2 separate regions of the Gossypium hirsutum genome follow, and region 1 is linked to region 2. A link is a contact called in public Hi-C data. All regions are on one chromosome and are shown on one strand. The core of a region is the stretch at or near the end of the contact, and the rest is flanking DNA. Distances in the headings are between cores, read along the strand shown.

Region 1 (3,243 bases), core at 615-3,114, 140 kb before region 2:
TCTTGGCGACAGTTAATAGGGTATTATTTCATCATTTCAATTTAGAAAGATTAATTTTTTTTGAATTAGAATGAAAGTTATGTCGAAACCATTTTTTTTGAAATCGACTTTTATTTTAAAAAAATTGGAGTCGTCAACAATTCTTTTTTATGAGGTGTGATAAGGTCACCTCGGAAATTGATCGCTTTAATAAATGTTTGATTTACTAAAACAAAGACTTTTGATCTACAAAATTCAGGAAATAGGTTTGGGAGTTGGTTATGCACGAGTAAGGATTAGTACTCTCGTAACGTCCAAAATTGGTACCTAAATGACCAATTAAAGTCTTAGTGCCATGAATTAAAAAGTTTGAAGAGAATTTAAAATACGATTATTCTTTACATAATGTTATTTTTAATTAAAATCACTTGAACAAATCAAAATGTATGAAAAAGGTCCTCTTATCTCGAGGTAACAAAATGTCATATCCTGTAAGTGATGATACGACATCTCGAACCCTTGAAAATGAGCTTGCGTTTTATTTTATTTTTCATTAAATTTCATGTATTTTAAAATGATGTTCTAATTTCCTTTTCTAAACAAGAACAAATGTAATGTTTAAAACAATATGTATTTATATTTGGATACGATACACCAATGAGCGAATATACTAAATTTAATGTGCAGTATAGTCGTAAACAGAATAATATATAATAGCTATATGGGTAGAATGTTAGAACAAACAAGTAGAGAAATACTATAACATTACAAATATAATTGTAATAATAACATCAATCAATAAGATTAATGATGATATTAGTAAAATAAACAAGATGATCTTAAAATAAAGTAACATGGGAAATGCATGATAATAAAAATAAATAAATGTGACATGAAAGTATAAAAAATAAATAAAATAATAAAATAATGGGAATAATAAAAACATTAAAAATAAAATAATAATTTAATAATAAAAATACGCAAGTAAAAGAGTGTGAATAATCTATATTTTTTTTAAGTGTAAAAAAGGGTAAAAAAAATGATAAGTAAATAAATAAATAAAATAATAAAATAATATGTGAAAAGTGTTGAAATTTAAGGTTAAGAATTAAATCGAAATTAGGATGAAATTAAAGGGATAAATCATTTGAATATAAATAATGAAAAACACAACGTTGTATTAGTCCTATTATAAATAATAAAAAACAGAAAAAAAATCATTTGAATATCTCTTTTAAAATTTTTTTTCTTTTCTTTTCTCTCTGGGTATCCCAGAATCCAGCCATGGAGACTTGCGAGCCTCGGCGTCGGTCGTTGGTCGCCGGTGACGGCTCCATTGTCCACGGTGGCTGACAAAAAAAAGGGCCTTTTTGATCGTTTTACTATCCTCTACCCCAATCTAATGCCAAAATGCCCGAAGAGCCCACCAAAATTCAAAACAAATCAAAGGAACCCTTCGATTCTGTCTTTTTCTGTCGCGACCATTTGGCAAACCTTGAGGATCCATTAGTCTTTCCAAACGGAGGGAGAAGACTGCGATGAGGGTAAAAAATCTTTCATTTTTATTTTTATTTTTATATATATGTTTTCGAAAATAAAAGATAAAGAATGAAAATATACTAAAAAAATACCTTTTGGATTTTTGAATTCTGTTTTTGATTAATCTTGTGTGCCAAAGAATACATGGTGGATCTGACTTTTATAACCAAATAATACATTAGATCTTGATTTTTCTATATATTTTTAATGTTTCTACTATTTATGTTGCGCTGTTTCTCTGCTGTTGTTGTCCTCTTTCGTTCTTTTTGTAGGCACTGGCGCGTGGTCAACGAAGAGGAGAGAAGGGCTGCCTTTGCCATTTTGGTGCAATGGCGGCAAGTGCGCGTTAGGCCTCGGGACGAGGTGGGCTGACGTGGCACGAGCGGAGGGAGGGGGTGCGGCGCGCATAGAACATTAGAGTTCTGAGAATGAGTTTAAGTTGTGGGCCAACGGGCTGTTTAAGGCTTTTTTTCATTTTGGGCCATTTGGGCCTATTCTATAAATGGATTTCTTTTTTTGTTTTTGGGCTTGTATCATTTGGACTATTAATTTATTAATATTTCTTGGTTTAATTTTTTTGATGGGCCTGGACAAAAATGGCCCATTACAATGATCTCTTCTATTTTCTTTCCTCGTATTTTCCTTTCTTATTAAGCATACTCTGATAATTTTGGATTAATAATTTACATATTTTATTAAACTTAAATAAGAATATATTATATTAATTAAATAATAATCTTGACCAAACCCAATTAATGCCGTCTTATTCTTCAATTTCAGCTATCTTGAAAGTTCGCAGCTATCCCTACCGCGTTCGTCTTATTCTTCAAATTTCTCCATTTTTTTTTTAATTTCAAAGCCGTTTTGTTTGAAAAAAAGAATTTAATAGGGAAGTCATATTACTGGCCATAGCAAAGTAAACCAATATTTATAATATATATAAAAAGTTTAATTGTATTCATGTGAGGAATTAACTTGGTTAGAGAAATCTTTTTACTAAAGTAATTAATATTAATTCCACATCTTTTACTATTTTTATATGAAATATTTAAAAATAAAATGTCTAAGCTTTGTTAGCCATATCCACTTATTGGTTGGTGCAAGATAAATGTTGATGGGGCTTGACGGCAAAGAGATAGTAAGGCATATGTTATTTTGTGTTGTTTCATATATATATATATAAAGTAACGAAATGTGTCTAATTTATTGGGTCCAACATTTAGCTTATTTGTCTATTCATAAAGAATATGTTATTTTAAACTTTTTTTTTAAAGAATCTGGAATTGAATAAATCATAAGATCTCTTTCAATATTGTATTATACATCAAAATGGATTTTATTTATTTTTGTTTAGAAGAACTTTGTTTATTTTGGACAATTCAAGGCCTACATAGTTTTTCTCTTAATATTGTTTGGGCCTATATTGTTAATTGGAGGTTCCAACTGCCAAACCATCCTAGAATGTTGTAAATTCTATGGTTGCTTTTCTTTTAGAAAATTTGGTGGGGGAAAGGGGATAAAAGTAGCACATGTGTTTTTCTGAGTTGGATATACCAAAATTTTAAAATTTTTCTTATAATTCTTCAAAACTAATATTATAGAATACTTTTTTTAAGGATATTTCTACATTTGCGTAGTAAATCAAGGTAATTATTAAAGAATTTTGACGTCCAACAGTATTGAGTTGTATAAACCAAATCAATTTATTTGTATTTACGATTAACG
Region 2 (3,171 bases), core at 355-2,854:
ACCCAAATTGCAGCAGGAGCAGGCAACCACTGATTGACATCTTACCCAATTTTGTGGCCCAATACAACTCCTAGTATAACGTGGCCAACACGGCTAATCCTAACTCAATTTTTTGCATTCTTTAAAGTCTACTAGGTGTAGTAGCCACCTTATGTGTACCAAATTTTAAGATTTATTGGGTATCAAACTTGTTCGGGACCTTCCTTAATAATGCTGTACAAATATCCTTTTTTACAGAAAATATTTGTTGTTCCCGTGACGATCTGTCCATCAACCGGTAGACCGAGTTGTAACGCCATGTCCTCTAGTGTGATTGTACGCTAGCCACATGGAAGATAGAAAAGTGTGCGTCTGAGGCCTCCATCTTTCCACCAATGCGCTGATGAGTCTAGGGTCAAGTTTGCAGCCCTCGAACATATGAGATGTATGCAAGAATCCCGCCTCTTGCAAGTAACCATGAATTTCAGTGATTGGAGGCGTTGACAAATTATGTATGAACGCCTCCAAAACATGGTCATCTACTTATTTATAACGACTGAAAATTATTTTAATTTATAAAAAATTTAAATTTAACTTAATCAAAAATAATAAAAATTAAATTTTTGTCTTACCATTACTGCTTGAGCGACATAAATGTGATTGTGGTCGAAATGAATTAGAGAGGTTGTTATTAATGAAAATTTAATTCGAACAAATAAAATACAGAATAATTAAAAAAATAATATTTTTGAACAAGAATATCGAAAAATTTAGAACAAGAACTTGAGAAAATTGAGAGAATATGATGTGAATGAAAAATAAATAAATTTGGGGTATTTATAGGTAAACAAAAATGACTGTTGTCCTTTTTTATCGTTGCACGACCAACGTTCAAATGACCGTTGAGGAAAAACTCGTCCATCTGGGCACGCTTTTCATTTCTCTTTTCAAAAATGACTTATTTCTCTAAATTTTTTAAAAAATGACTTATAACCTTAATTAAGAAAACAACATAATTACCTAATTTAGCCTACTATTAACTCAACACTCATATATATCACATATTCTGAAAAATAACTTTTCGAAGGAACCTAAGAAATAATTAAACTTTTTTACAATATTCAAGAAAAAAAACTTAGAAATTGTAAAATAAATCAAAATCAAAATTACATTAAACTAAAAACTAAAAACTTAAAAATATACTAAATTGTTCTTTAAGTGTGAACTTTTTTAGTATTATTTACTAAGATTTTATATTTTATATTTTACATGACATGTCACTTTTAATATACTTTACTACATGTCAATTTTTCATTATAATCAAATCAATTACTAATAATTTTTGTTAATAAAAGAATATCTTTTTAGCTCAATTGGATGCAATTTTTTTAAATGCTAAATTTATTGTTTTTTATTGGGAGGTTGTTTGACCCTCAAAGGTTTATTTTTCTAATTTATACTTCATTAAATTAATTTTTGAAAGGGATAAAATATTTTTATATTTAATATAAATATTAAAGAGAGATTCAAAATATTTGGTGTCACGGCCCATCCACTCCTATTAGCGTCGGCCCTAGGTAATTTCCTCTCATTTTAGGACCAAACCGGACCCAAATCAAAATCCCAACCGGACCCAGATTTCTCTCTTCTAATTTGTCCTAAAACCTTTCTTTTCTTTTTCTCTCAGCTCCACCGTCCAAGAAAGAGAGAGAGACAGAAAGACGAAGGGAGAGCTTCGTTTCATTTCAAAATCTCGATTTTTGTTTTCTTTTTTGCCCAAAATACCCTTATCTTACTTCTCAATGCCATATCCAGGTTAAACGCCGCCACCACAAAGAAATCCAGACTCCAAACAATGATCGTCCGAACCTACGGTCGCCGTAACCGTGGTTTAACCAGGACATTCTCCGACTCCCTAAACGACGACGTCTCCGACTCCCCTCCATTGTCCCAAGAAACGTTGCCGTCTCAGGACATCTACGATTTCCCTTTCACTACCACCCAGGAATCCTCTTCCTTATGGCCGTCCTCTCAAGAATTCATCGACGACGACTACAAGAACAAAATAAAAGCGTCCGTTAAACCAACCCAAAGAAGTTTCGAATTCGAAGATCCAAGAAACGGTGTTGTTAGAAGATCCAAGAAACAGAAGCAAAACCAGAGCAAGAACGAGGTAGGGTATTCTTCTATGCCGTGGATTTCGCCGACTTCGAGTCTGATGGAGGCTCAAGAATTCGGGGAAATGATGGAGCACGTTGACGAGGTTAATTTCGCGCTTGATGGGTTAAAGAAAGGCCAGCCAGTGAGGATCAGAAGAGCGAGTCTCTTGTCTCTGCTTTCGATTTGCGCCACTGCCCAACAGAGGAGACTGTTGAGAACTCATGGGTATGTTGAAATTCTTGATGGGTTTTTGGTTTTTAGGTTCTTTTGTTGAAATCTGTTGATATTGGCATCTGGGTAGTGTTAATTTAGGGTGGAGTTTTGAAATTTGAATTTAAATTTGGTTATGAAATAACTTTGTTGATTCAAACAGATTAAGGTGCACTTTGCTTCTTTTTGACCTTTTGTTTTAGACTTGGGGGATAATATGGATTAGTAATTTTAGGGACGTTACGCATATTTGAAATTTTGAATTCCCTTCTGGGAGTCTATAGACTATTCAACTATATTTGGCTTTCCGATAGAGTTAAAGGAAGATAAATGTATCAAAGATTTGGGTCTTGGATGAAAACGTAGTTTATTAGAAATTGTAAAGGGTTGGCGGTCTTGCATTCCCTTTCTGGGGTTGTGTAAGTTATTGATGTTTTTGATAGTTTATGCATAGAATTTGATTTTGTATTAATTTAAAGAACTCCTTTGGTGGTTAGATTGTGTTTCCAGTAGTATTAAGGACTGTTACATTCTGTTATATTTTATTTCCTTACTAGAATGTGGTTCAATTACTTAGTCAGTTTTTTCTTTGTCTGTTTTGAAAAATAAAAAGCTAAATAGGTAGATTTTCTAGGAGTGGATAGTTTTTTTAAAATAGGTAAAAATAAATTAAAGACCATAACATCCTTAATTTTATTTTATTCTTGAGTAACTGTTAGCTGAGTTGGAGTAACTTGACTCATGACAACAACTCGGTTAGACATTATGTATGGTATAAAAAGTATAGGTGCCATTTCCTGCAGCCGTGTAATTTGTTAATCG

What was found. A called contact is a pair of places that touch in the nucleus more often than the background predicts.
Region 1: a contact with region 2 is called in a Hi-C map of leaf, with 3 times the contacts expected there. The contact joins the enhancer-like site here to the promoter of LOC107901668 in region 2. A contact is called at or near these places in 17 of 34 Hi-C or Micro-C datasets (anther, callus, fibers and 4 more).

Annotation. Positions count from the first base shown.
Region 1 is chrD06:44,855,297-44,858,539 of Gossypium_hirsutum_v2.1, reverse strand. LOC121218133 (a long non-coding RNA gene) reads left to right here. Exons shown (of 3, transcript XR_005914374.1): 3 at 1,791-2,128. Among protein-coding and RNA genes, the nearest start is that of LOC121218133, 6.9 kb to the left of the region's middle. Within about 2 kb of position 1,864, at least 1 of the 9 cell types and tissues checked has an H3K27ac peak or open chromatin away from gene starts, as enhancers often do. A contact at or near this core is called in leaf, where this site is marked.
Region 2 is chrD06:44,713,981-44,717,151 of Gossypium_hirsutum_v2.1, reverse strand. It overlaps LOC107901668 (wings apart-like protein 1), which reads left to right and starts at 1,604. Exons shown (of 12, transcript XM_016827756.2): 1 at 1,604-2,364. The coding sequence starts at 1,835.